Linked DNA regions of Hordeum vulgare: region 2 is linked to region 1. A link is a contact called in public Hi-C data. All regions are on one chromosome and are shown on one strand. Each heading gives the region's core, a stretch centred on a gene start, on an enhancer-like site or on the middle of the called end of the contact. The rest is flanking DNA. Distances are from core to core; before and after follow the strand shown. Region 1 holds the start of LOC123406241 (auxin response factor 5-like). Region 2 holds the start of LOC123401565 (L-arabinokinase-like).

What was found. A called contact is a pair of places that touch in the nucleus more often than the background predicts.
Region 2: a Hi-C map of leaf shows a contact between it and region 1, with 5 times the contacts expected there. The contact joins the promoter of LOC123401565 here to the promoter of LOC123406241 in region 1. A contact is called at or near these places in 5 of 6 Hi-C or Micro-C datasets (leaf, seedling and an unstated tissue) and 1 of 1 datasets of contacts at active chromatin or transcription factors (embryo).

What each region holds. Positions count from the first base shown.
Region 1 is chr6H:55,225,159-55,231,238 of MorexV3_pseudomolecules_assembly, reverse strand. It overlaps LOC123406241 (auxin response factor 5-like), which reads left to right and starts at 2,785. Exons shown (of 14, transcript XM_045099728.1): 1 at 2,785-3,259; 2 at 3,400-3,518; 3 at 4,735-4,833; 4 at 4,923-4,979; 5 at 5,077-5,232; 6 at 5,318-5,402; 7 at 5,502-5,592; 8 at 5,730-5,894; 9 at 6,004-6,080. The coding sequence starts at 3,205.
Region 2 is chr6H:55,517,776-55,523,855 of MorexV3_pseudomolecules_assembly, reverse strand. It overlaps LOC123401565 (L-arabinokinase-like), which reads left to right and starts at 2,773. Exons shown (of 28, transcript XM_045095392.1): 1 at 2,773-3,073; 2 at 3,156-3,332; 3 at 3,447-3,530; 4 at 3,657-3,733; 5 at 4,306-4,372; 6 at 4,662-4,719; 7 at 4,816-4,883; 8 at 4,968-5,030; 9 at 5,197-5,250; 10 at 5,336-5,438; 11 at 5,525-5,634; 12 at 5,809-5,928. The coding sequence starts at 2,963.

The sequences.
Region 1 (6,080 bases), core at 1,536-4,035:
AGTACTCGGTGACGACCAAACTTTCTGCCCTACAGTGGTGTTTATACCAGCCACAGTCTCCGATCATCGATGCTTGTCTGCATAGCAGTGAAACTGCCGCAATGTTTCCTAGAGTTGACATATTCATACTGTAATGTAAAGTCCAGTTGCGCGCAATTTTGGAGAAATAACCAAGAACTAGCGGCTTTGTTGCTCTTTTTACTAAGACCATCTCCAAAAGACTCGCTGTTGCGCGGCGCGTTAACAAAAATTCTAGACGTTGAAATAGCGTTTTAGCACGCGTGTGTTATAGCTTTCTTAGACGCTGCAACATCTAACGCGCCGTAGTAATGCAATGGGTGTGATAAAAATAAATTGTGCGTTCAAACATACACAAAATAATAAATTAACAAAAATAGTTCATCGACAAATATTAAAATTTAAATTCAAACTAATAAGCAAATTCAAATTCATAAAACATGCTAATAAAATAAAATTACACCTAGAAAGAAGCGCGTCCTCCCACCAAGAATCATCCAATCGAGTCCCAGCTCGTCTCCGGGTTGCCTATGTGGGAAATCGCCAGTGTCTTGCGACGACGCTTGTCCTAGCGACGTGCAACTCGCTCCGCCCTCCTCTGCGCCCAAAACTCGTTCTCGACGGCAACATCCTTCGGAAAGCGCGCGCACCACTCCGCCATGGCGGCCTCGTCCCTCTCGGCGACCAGACGCGTGGGAGGCGCGACATCCTATGCCTGCTCGCATGTGAACACGTCGTGGAAGTTCATCTGCACCCTAAGCCGCCCGAGGTGCCACGCCGCCGTGTTGTACGCGCGGACAGCCTCGTGGACGGTCTTGAACGTGCCGAGCTCGAGGCGCATATCACCGCAGCGGATCACGTAAAATACGCCGGAGAGACATGTGCGGATGCCACGGAATTCTGAGCTTCTCCAGGGGCGCAGCAGTAGGGCGGGGCGCGGCAACAACGAGGCGCTGGAAGAGGCGAGGGAGAAGGCGCGACAGCGACTGAGCGTGGGAAGAAAGCAAGAGGAGAAAGCGCGGGAGGGAATGGGTTGTTGATGAGCACGGACGCGATGCAGAATTATGGCGTGCGCTTGTCGATGCACGCCAAAAAATGGCGCGCAGGCCCGCGCTCCACACGGCCATTCGCCCATCAAAACAACGGTTTTTACCCCGTGCATGATTTTCGACGCCTTTGTTGAAGATGCTTTAAAGCCCTCGCTGATTTGTAGGATTCTCAAAACACAGAAATAGAAAAAAATATAGAATTTGATTGATACGTACATTTGAATCCTGGAAATTTTACATAAAGTGTTTGATGCCACTGGATTCCAATGAAATTCAAAAGAGAAGGTATGCTAGATTTTCATTGAAACGTGGTACACTATACACTGGATTCCATAGGGGAAAAAACCCTATAGGATTGAAACCTGGGAATCAAACGACAAACTTTCTATGGATTGTAGCCCTTTAAAAATTCTATAAAATCCCTTTGAATCAAAAGAGCCCTTAAAGTCTCTCAAAATGCTGGTCGTGCAGATATTCTGTTTTGTATGGCTTATTTGGTTCGCTTGATTTGTAAAGGGAATCGTTTCCCACCCGCGACGCGCCGGTAGCCCCTCGCGTGCGGGCCCTTGCAACATTTTTCCCACCCGCGCGCTTCTCTGATCAATGGATGTAACATTTTTCGTCTAAATATGTTGCAAGCAGCGTTATTTTTGCTGCAAGCGTTTTTTTTTACTATTTTTTGTCCCAGTAAAAAGGTTGCATATACGTTTGGTTGCAACTCCAGTTCGTCGGATTTTTCGTTACAATCGATGTTTTTTACTTTCTGCTACAACCGTGTTAATTTTTGCTACAACCGGCATCATGTTTTGCTGCAACCGTTCACTAAAAAAGTTGCATACACGTTACATAAATATTTGTTACAACCGACGTTTGACTTTTGCTATCACGTACCATCAGTTTTTTTTTTTTTGCTACGATCACGTAGATATTTTTTTTTGCTACAAATTTTATTTTTTGTTGCAACCGTTAAAAAAATTGCTGCATTGCATCGCAATTTTGCTGCATAGGGGAAAAAATGTTACATGCGGATCCAACGGTGCGGACGACGCGAGGTTGATGGATCCTGCGGCTCGCGCGCGACCGGCTGAAAGTTTGGGCCGGCGCGCCGGCGAAGATTAGTCCCCGTTTGTAAAACACGGGAATAGAGGAGACAAAGAATGCAATGTTATATCATTTTCAATACAAGTACATGATTAATATTGGCCGTTTGACTGTACACAGGAAAATGTACTTACTCCGTTCCAATATACTCCCTCTGTTTCTAAATATAAATCTTTTAAGATATTTTACTAAGTGACTATATACGAAGCAAAATGAGTTAATCTATACTATAAAGTATGTCTATATACCTCCGTATGTAGTGTCCTAATAAAACCTTTAAAAAGACTTATATTTAGGAACGGAGGGAGTACATATGTATGTAGTCAACAATAAAATCTATAAAAAACCTATATTTAGAAACGAAGAAAATAGGTTCGAGTGCATGATTTTTTTGTAAAAACCCTTCAGCAATCCGTCGAATAAAAAAAAGGCCCACAGATGGGAGTTGGTATTATTGCCCCTTTTCTGAAAAGAAGGGATAATTCCTGAAACACTAGGAAAAGCACGAAATGGCTCCCGAAAAGCCGCAAGCGGAGCTCCCTCCCTCCACTGCGATTCCCATTCCCCCCTCGAGCCTCACTTCATCAGAGTAAAACGGAGTATAAAAAACAAAGAGGAGAGAGAGAGAGACAGAAGAAGCGTCTCGGTTTTAACTCCCGACAGGCAGCAGCACACACGACGCACCAACCAGCGACAGCAAAGCCCAGAGACCTCAGCTGCAGCAGCTCACAACTCTCACCCCTCCCTCTCTCTCTCTCTCTAGCTCCTTCTCTCTCTACTAGTAGGACTAGACGGGGTCCTTGGCCTCCGTGTTGCTGCTGCTTCTAGTCTAGCTTGTCGGGACGGGGGCGCCGCCGCCGCTCGCTGGGGCACGGCAGCTTTGTGGAAGAGCCCGGCCGGCCATCCAGCCAGCCGGCGACCGGGACCCAGACGGCGGAAAGGAGCGAAAAAAGAAGAGCTCGGCGCCGCGCGCGCTCCTCCGTGACCCATGCGCGCGAGCCGCCGAAGCTAGCAAGCTCCCGCGTGGAAGGCGGCCATGGCGCAGTCGCCGGCGAGCTCCGCCGTCGTCGGTGCTTCCGCTCCGAGCGAAGGTACTCGTCACTTCCTTCTTGCTTTTCGCGCATTTCTCCGGCCCCTCCCCGCGCTCCGGCGAGGCGGAGGTGGCACGGCTTGTAGAAAAGGAAGGGGTCGTCTCTCCTTTTCTCGGTCGCTGACGCGGCGGCGGGCGCAGGGGAGCGGAAGGCGCCGGCGATCAACGGGGAGCTGTGGCACGCCTGCGCGGGCCCGCTGGTGTCGCTGCCGCCGGTGGGCAGCCTCGTCGTCTACTTCCCCCAAGGCCACAGCGAGCAGGTGAGCCAGACTTTCTTGCCGGACGCCGCATGTTGGAGCCATTTCCACAGCGCTCTACAGTCTACACTCCCCATGGTTCTCTTCTTGAATGATAACATCGTGTGTGCTTGCAACTAAATCGATTCCCTGCTCTATAAATCTTTTCAGAGCAAGCATTTGATTTTTTTTTTATAAAAAAATGTTTTTTTTTATTTAATCTGCCATGGGATGGGAGAATCCTTTGAAGTTCAAGAGGGTTCATAACATGGTATACTGATTCTCCCACACAGAAAAAGAAGATGCTATCATGGATATATTGCATTTTGGGCTATACTTGCTTGCTACTACTAATTGCTATCTCAAGCCAGTAGTAGTATTCTTGGGTTATTGGAGGAGTGGTTGGGAGCTTTGGGCCTACTTGCTTCATTTCTTTTTGTTGGCTTTTGGTGTCTTGCATAGGATAGGAGTACTGTTTTCTTGTTAACAGGTTTGGTACATGCAACATGCATCCATGTAGTATTTCTTTGCATTTATGGTACTGATTTCTGTTGCACCTTCCACTGATTCTGCACTGAAAAAACAGCCTGCTTTCAGGAAGATTTTCAGCTGGTATGCTTACGGTCTTCTTGATAGATTCCGCAAAGATCACTCCCTAATTCTGCTGCCGTGCTCCCCTTTTAAAAAGTTGAGCAAAAAAAATTTGTTTTTTAATGTTTGTGGAACATTGGCTGTGTTGCCCATGATGATATGTGGGGGGAACACTTTAGCAGTGTACCTATGCATGCAGAGTTCATCTAAAAGGAGTTCACTCATGAGGCTGCACTTTCTGCACTTCAAAAATACTTTTTCATTTCATTTTTTAGGGAAGCTGCAGAAAGTTGGTATATACAAAGGGCAGCATGTTTGAATGCTTGTACTTCCTCAATCATTCCATGCGATAATTCTTTTTTTTTTCAATCGAAAGTTTTAGCAATGTAAATGATGGGTACTAGGAAGGATGCCAATGCACTACGTGTACAGAAAGCAGCTGGATTTGTTTTTGGAAAACCCTTGTCCACAATACCTGCTACTTGGTTTAGCCGCCTCATTTTTTTTCCTATCCATTGCTTCACAGTTTGAAAATGTTGTTCTTATCCTTTTACATGGATGAACTTTATTCAATAGTAAAATGGTCGCTACCCTTCATATTCGAAATATAAAAGGGAACTTACTTGGACTTGGCATGTGTCTGGTTCAGGTTGCAGCTTCTATGCAAAAGGATGTCGAAGCGCACGTGCCGAGCTACCCCAACCTTCCCTCGAAGCTGATATGTCTTCTGCACAGCGTCACTTTGCAAGTAATCTAACAGCCTGGTTGCCCATACTGTTCGACATGGTGCGCCCGCGATCGCGAATTCTGAGAAGATGTTGTTTCTTGATTTTTCAGGCAGATCCGGACACTGATGAGGTGTATGCGCAGATGACTCTTCAGCCAGTGAATACAGTAAGCATCTGAATTCTGCAGGTTTTCCCCAAAAATTGCTCTGCATGTTTCCAATGCCTTAATCCCTGTGTTGCCCCTGATCATGTGTTTTTATCAGTATGCAAAAGAGGCGTTGCAGCTGTCAGAGCTTGCACTAAGACAAGCGAGGCCACAGATGGAGTTCTTCTGCAAGACGCTCACCGCGAGCGATACAAGCACACACGGAGGCTTCTCTGTGCCTCGCCGTGCCGCGGAGAAGATATTCCCTTCCCTGGTAAGCACGCTTCAGATTTCCAGGCTTTTCCGTGACAAAAACTACGGTATCATGGTCACATCTTCATTTCGTTACTCTGTTGTAGGATTTCTCGTTGCAGCCTCCGTGCCAAGAGTTGCAGGCCAGAGATATACATGACAATGTGTGGACATTCCGCCATATATTTCGGGGTACATGAAATGTAGCACAATTGAGTACAGCTTCTTTCTGCTGCAATAATCGGGTACGGTTGGGGTTTGACTAATATCATTGTGCTTTGTAATAATCAGGTCAGCCCAAAAGACATTTACTTACTACTGGTTGGAGCCTCTTTGTGAGCGGCAAGAAGCTATTTGCTGGTGATTCTGTCATATTTGTTAGGTAAATGACCATGCTTCCTTCCATCTTCTGAAAGCCTATATCGATTCATCCTAGAATATTTAGCAACAGATAGTTTGAAATAAAGAACCAAACTGGAAAAGTAAATGCCACATTGTGTTTTATGTGCTACCTTCCAGAGATGAAAAACAGCAACTTCTACTGGGAATCAGACGCGCTAACCGACAACCCACAAACATATCGTCTTCGGTCCTTTCAAGCGACAGTATGCATATAGGGGTCCTTGCTGCAGCTGCACATGCTTCTGCCAACACCAGCCCATTTACCATATTTTATAATCCTAGGTGAGCTTCTAAATCTGTGGTTTAGTTTCAATGATCATGCTAATTACCTAGTAGCTTCCGTATAAATCCAGTAACCATCATAACTATGTTTTGAACTATGGACTTTCAGGGCCAGTCCTACTGAATTTGTTATCCCATTTGCCAAATACCAGAAGGCAATGTATAGTAATCAGATCTCTTTGGGGA
Region 2 (6,080 bases), core at 1,524-4,023, 290 kb before region 1:
GATGTTCGGAGTCCCGGACGTCACGAGGAGCTCCGAAGTGGTCTGGAGGTAAAGATTGATATATAGGATGGATGGGTTTGGACGCCGGAAATGTTTCGGGCACCACCGACAAAGTGTCGGGACCACCGGAAGGGTTCTGGAGGCCCACCGGGAGGGGCCACAAGCCCCGGAAGGCTACATGGGCCAAGTGCGGGAGGGAACCAACCCCTTGGTGGGCAGGTGCTCCCCCCACACTCAGCCCACGCGCACTAGAGAGGGAGGGAGGGGAAACCCTAGGCGCTGGTGGGCCTAAGGCCCACCTAGGGGTGCGCCACCCCCTTCTCCTCCTTGGCCGCCCCCCTCTCCCATCTAGGGCTGCCGCCCCCCTCAAGGGGGAAACCCTAAATGGGTCGCCACCCCTCCCTTCCCCCTATATATAGTGGGGGGTTTTGGCCTTTGGAGATACAGTTTTTCCATCTCTCGCGGCGCAGCCCTGTCTCTCTTCTTCCTCCTCTCCCATGGTGCTTGGTGAAGCCCTGCCGGGAGACCTCGTCTCTCCATCGACACCACGCCGTCGTGCTGCCGGAGATCTTCCCCAACCTCTCCCTCCTCCTTGCTGGATCAAGGTGCAGGAGAAGTCACCGGGCTGCACGTGTGTTGAACGCGGAGGTGCCGTGGTTCGACACTAGATCGGAATCACACCGCGATCTGAATCGCCGCGAGTACGACTCCATCAACCATGTTCTAGCAACGCTTCCGCTTAGCACTCTCCCCTCTCTCGTTGCTGGTCTCTCCATAGGAAGATCTGAATATGGCGTAGGAAAATTTTGAATTTATGCTACGTTACCCAACAAGTGCCTCTTGGCGGTTGCGTGGACTTGTGTTGAATGAGGTTGATGATCCCTACAGCTAGGGTTGGAGCTCTCTATATAGGAGGCCTCCTTGGGTCTCTTCCGTTGATGTGGATCCTCCTCCTTCATCCAAGGGCTTAAGATAAGCCTTATCCCCTTCCAAACCCTTCATTATGAGCCAAGGATATCGTGGCAACAATTGGGGACAAAATCGACGAAGAATCCCATCTGGAGAGGCAACTTTTGGAGTTGTGTGCACATCAAACGACTGTTGAAACGACCGCACACGGTCATTTGGAAAGTCATCTTGTGTTTTGTCCTGCTCCGGTTAAACGATCGTCATTTCTTCATACAAACTCGAAATTTAACTTTCTTGGGCTCGTTGGATTCATATGAACGACGTCGGTCCATTCCTGGTCTTAGATATTGATTTGGATTACTTTGGAAAATCCACTTTTTCCGACCTTCGGAATGGCCAAGTCTCGCCCCTAGGTGTCTCCGGTTTGACTACCAAGTTCCAACTTGATTCTTTTGATGTGGCAAGTACTTTAGCATGCCAATACACCTACAAAGATCACAAAACAAATGAAAGATAATAAAAATAAAAGTTGTGTAATTAACTTGGTAAAACGAGTAAATAACGAAAACTATGCATTGGGGACATGTATGAGTGCTAGATGGATATGTTATGACGGGTTTTTCCCACCAGAATATACTCTAAAAATTATGCATAAAATCCACTCACCAACTTCCTTAAGGTTAAACCTTGCTCATCCTCGAGCAAAAGGTTGATAAACCAAAGTTATCCATCTAGCTGATCAATATGATTGTTGCACATAAGTGTATCCTTGTCTTATCTGCAAGCTATAAGCAAGATGGATCATATTTGTACAAGGTAGCACATGCTCAGCTAGGTAACATATATACATTTTGATGCAATCCTCGAGAGCTTCAGTAAAAAAATTCTATGCTCCGTGTCAAAATTTTAATCTAGCATGAAAACAGATACTTGGGCCCTCTTACTTAATAGCTTCTTTATGTATTTCCTTTTTCTTTTTAAACAAACCTGAACATAGGGAGTTGTGAAATAGTCAAGATATAGTGTTTCTCATCACCTCCTAGTAACGTTCTCTAGTCAAGGCTCTCAGATGCTTACTTCAATCATTGTTTGTTGAAACTTTTGTTGTCGGGTGATGAGATCATGCCAAAGAAATGATCATGCATAAGGTTTCGCGGTGTCTGAATTTTAGGTACTCCTACGGACCAATATGTTGTCCTTTTCAAGCTCTTGTGATTAGTATCCTTTATTTACCACATACACACCATTTGAAGAGAAAAGGTTGAATAATATTTGATGTAGTATTGCCACTACGTACGGTAGCAAACTCATAGTTGAAATTCAAGCCGAAACTCTGATAAATCATTCATTGGCCAGCAGAGTTCTTAGCATAACATTAAAAAAGGTGACGAAGCCATATTTGCACACATGTTTAAGAAAGAAAATATTCGCATGTTTAACAATAGTATAGATATTGTACTCCTCCAGTTCCTAAATATAAGACTTTTTTTAAAAGATTTTGATACGGGCTACAAATGAAGCAAAATCAGTAAATATACACTATAAAATACATATGTATATATACATATTTGTATGTAGTCTATATTTCGATTTATTTTTTTGCAAATAGAAGCAGCTATCCGTTGGGTGATAATGGGAGGGATATGCGGGAATGATTGCCGCAGATAAACCCCTACCTTATCCCACCCCTACCTCCATCCATCCACGTCACTCCCATCATGGCTCAAATCAAAACCGAGATTGACCTCACAGTGCAGCGTCGCGTGCCCGTGACACGAATTCACCGGAAGCGAAACAGGATAAGCGCGAGGGGAGGAGCGGCACAACAAACCGGGCACTAAAAGTGGGCCGGCCGCGGGACTCTGATAGAACCAAACGTCCACGCCCCAGACTCTCGCTCTCCCCCATCCCACGGGAAGGGTTGATCGGATAGGCCCCCCGACCCACTATAAGAAGGGCCGATCAGCCGACCCAGTCCTCCCAGCGCACTGCAGTGACCGGCCGCAGCAGAGATCGAGGGCGGGGGACGGGTCGATCGATCGCGGCGCGGAGGATGGTGGCCCGGGGAAGCGGCGCCGAGGAGGCGGCGCCGACGCAGCAGCGCCTCGTCTTCGCCTACTACATCACCGGCCACGGCTTCGGCCACGCCACCCGCGCCCTCGAGGTCCGCCTCCGTTTCCTCTCGGTGTGCTCCCGCCCCCGCGACTGCGGTTTTGGTCGATGAATTCCGTTCGGTTCGCGCGCAGGTGGTGAGGCACCTGATCGGCGCGGGGCACGACGTGCACGTGGTCACCGCCGCGCCGGAGTTCGTCTTCACCACCGAGATCGACTCCCCCAGCCTCCACATCCGCAGGGTCCTGCTCGACTGCGGCGCCGTGCAGGCCGACGCGCTCACCGTCGACCGGCTCGCGTCCCTCGAGAAGGTCCACAATCCCGACCCCGACCCCGACCCGACCGGCCGTGTCGTTTCTCTTTACTATCCCCAGGCGCCTTGCCTTGTGGGTTGACTGACAGCGTGCGATGGCCGCCGAATGCAGTACCACCAGACGGCCGTGGTGCCCCGCGAGGCCATACTCAGGACTGAAGTGGAGTGGCTCAACTCAATCAAAGCCGACCTAGTGGTAACAAAAATTTCTCGACTCCTGCCACTTGGTTTCTACCGTTATATCTGATATCTGGAATCTCCGCGAACCCTTTGGCATGCAGCATCTGAATTCAGAATTATGTTGTCTGTTGACCATGGGCAGGTTTCGGATGTTGTCCCCGTGGCGTGTAGGGCGGCTGCAGATGCTGGCATTCGTTCCGTGTGCGTCACCAACTTCAGGTGAGTTGTTCCTCTGCTTGTTTCGTGCTAGGTGTTGCAAGTTGTCATGTAGGTTGTCCAGCAAGTATTTTAGGGAATCAGTGTTTAGTTACTACTTACTGTGGTCAACTCAACTAATTTATGTCTATTTTCTGCTGCTAACATCTTTGATGGCATGGCACATACATACTGATGTATTTTCTGTAACTTCTTCCTCTCTGTGCATAAATTGTTCTCTGCTATATATTTAAGCCACAATATTAAAAACATCTAATGGACCAATTCTGCAGCTCTGTGTAATGCTAACAAAATTCAGTTACTCCCTCCGTTCATAAATATATGATGTTTTAACCTTTTTCTGAATCGGATGTATATAGAGTATAGACACGTTTTAGTATGTTTGTTCACCCATTTCAGTGTGTATGTAGTCCATATTGAAATATCTAAAACATCTTATATTTGTGAACGGAGGGAGTAGATTTTATCTGGAACTGACAGGCAGTATGCAAATAATTGTTTTTATAACTTTTTTGCATAGTCATCTTATTTGGGTTTCCATGGAGAATCCCCTGATCTTTATCTCCAATTTGCAGTTGGGACTTCATTTATGCAGAGTATGTTGTAGCAGCTGGAAATCATCATCGCTCAATTGTGTGGCAGGTGCCATGCTTGCAGACTTAGTTCCTTCTTGTAGCACTTGCTGGCATGCTAAATTTAAGTTTAGAAGTTTTCTACCTTTAGGACAAGTCTTGTATATATGCTGGTTTTTATTATTAAATGCAGTGTTAATTAGTTGGCTGGCACTAAGTTCTAAAAGCATCCCCCTTCCAGAGCTGAAATCGACATCTATAATTTTCCTTAATATTGTGCCATTCACAGTGTACATATGCAAGCTGTGATTTATTATGTTTGTGTAATAACCATGTACACCTGTTGATAATAACTGTAGATAGCAGAGGATTACTCACACTGTGAGTTCTTACTACGACTCCCTGGATACTGCCCTAGTATGTCCCTCTGTCTGAGTGATGATATTTCCAAAGATTCTAAATATTGACTTGCACTTCTCATGAATAAGAAGTGATTGATTTTATCTTCTACAGTGCCTGCTTTCCGTGATGTTATTGATGTGCCTCTTGTGGTCAGAAGATTACATAAATCTAGATCCGAGGTATGTATGATTCTGCTTGAGAGTGTTACTCTATAAACTAACCTATATCATTTGTTCCTGACCTCTACAATTTTCATATATCAGGTGAGAAAGGAACTAGGGATTGCAGATGATGTTAAGGTGGTCATTTTCAACTTTGGAGGACAGGTGGGCCATTAACTAAGCAGGACTTCTTTTTATACGTGGATGGTTTACTTCATTTTAATAAATTAACTGATGGCAGCTAATCGCGCATCTCTGTTGAAATTTGATATATGTTTTTTAGACTAGTTCAATATTAATGTCATTATGATGATGATACTCTGTTCTCCAGCCGGCAGGATGGAAATTGAAGAAAGAGTGGTTGCCTGATGGTTGGCTTTGTTTGGTATAGTTTGTTTGACGACAATTAATTTGCTTCCTTTCAGTGCCCTGCCAACCTTTCTTGCTGAAATTATGCTATTTTCTGACAGGTATGTGGTGCATCTGATACTCAAGAGCTTCCTCCAAATTATATCAAGCTCGCAAAGGATGCGTACACACCTGATTTAATGGCAGCATCTGACTGCATGCTTGGTAAATACAATGTTCGTTGGTGTTATTTTCTCTGTTGCTCGTTTTCTTGCCCAACACATAACAGATGTTGTGGCTCTCTCATGTAGGGAAAATTGGATATGGTACCGTGAGTGAGGCTTTGGCATACAAGCTGCCATTTGTATTTGTTCGTAGAGATTATTTCAATGAGGAGCCTTTTTTGCGGAATATGCTTGAGGTAAAAGCATCTCTGAGCATCACCTTCTATAAATGGTACTCCCTCCGTCCCATAATATTGGATGTAATAATGTCTTATATTATGGGAAGGAGGGGGTATTCCAGAGCTATATAAGCCTGTCACTCAAGTACCATGACACGCTGTCTTGTATACTCTTTTCTCCCTTAAAAACAGCATTATCAATGTGGCATTGAGATGATACGGAGGGATTTACTTACTGGACATTGGAAACCTTATCTGCTACGTGCTTTAACACTTAAGCCCTGCTATGATCGTCCAATAAACGGTGGCGAGGTAATCTACTATCCGCTCCCAGGTGCAATATTTGTGAATGTTATTTGCCAACTCAATTAGAAATCATGTTGGTGATTATATTTCCACAGAACAACCAGGGGCAGTTTGGTTTTAAATATAAGAAGCATTTAAATAGCTTGCTGAATCAGTTC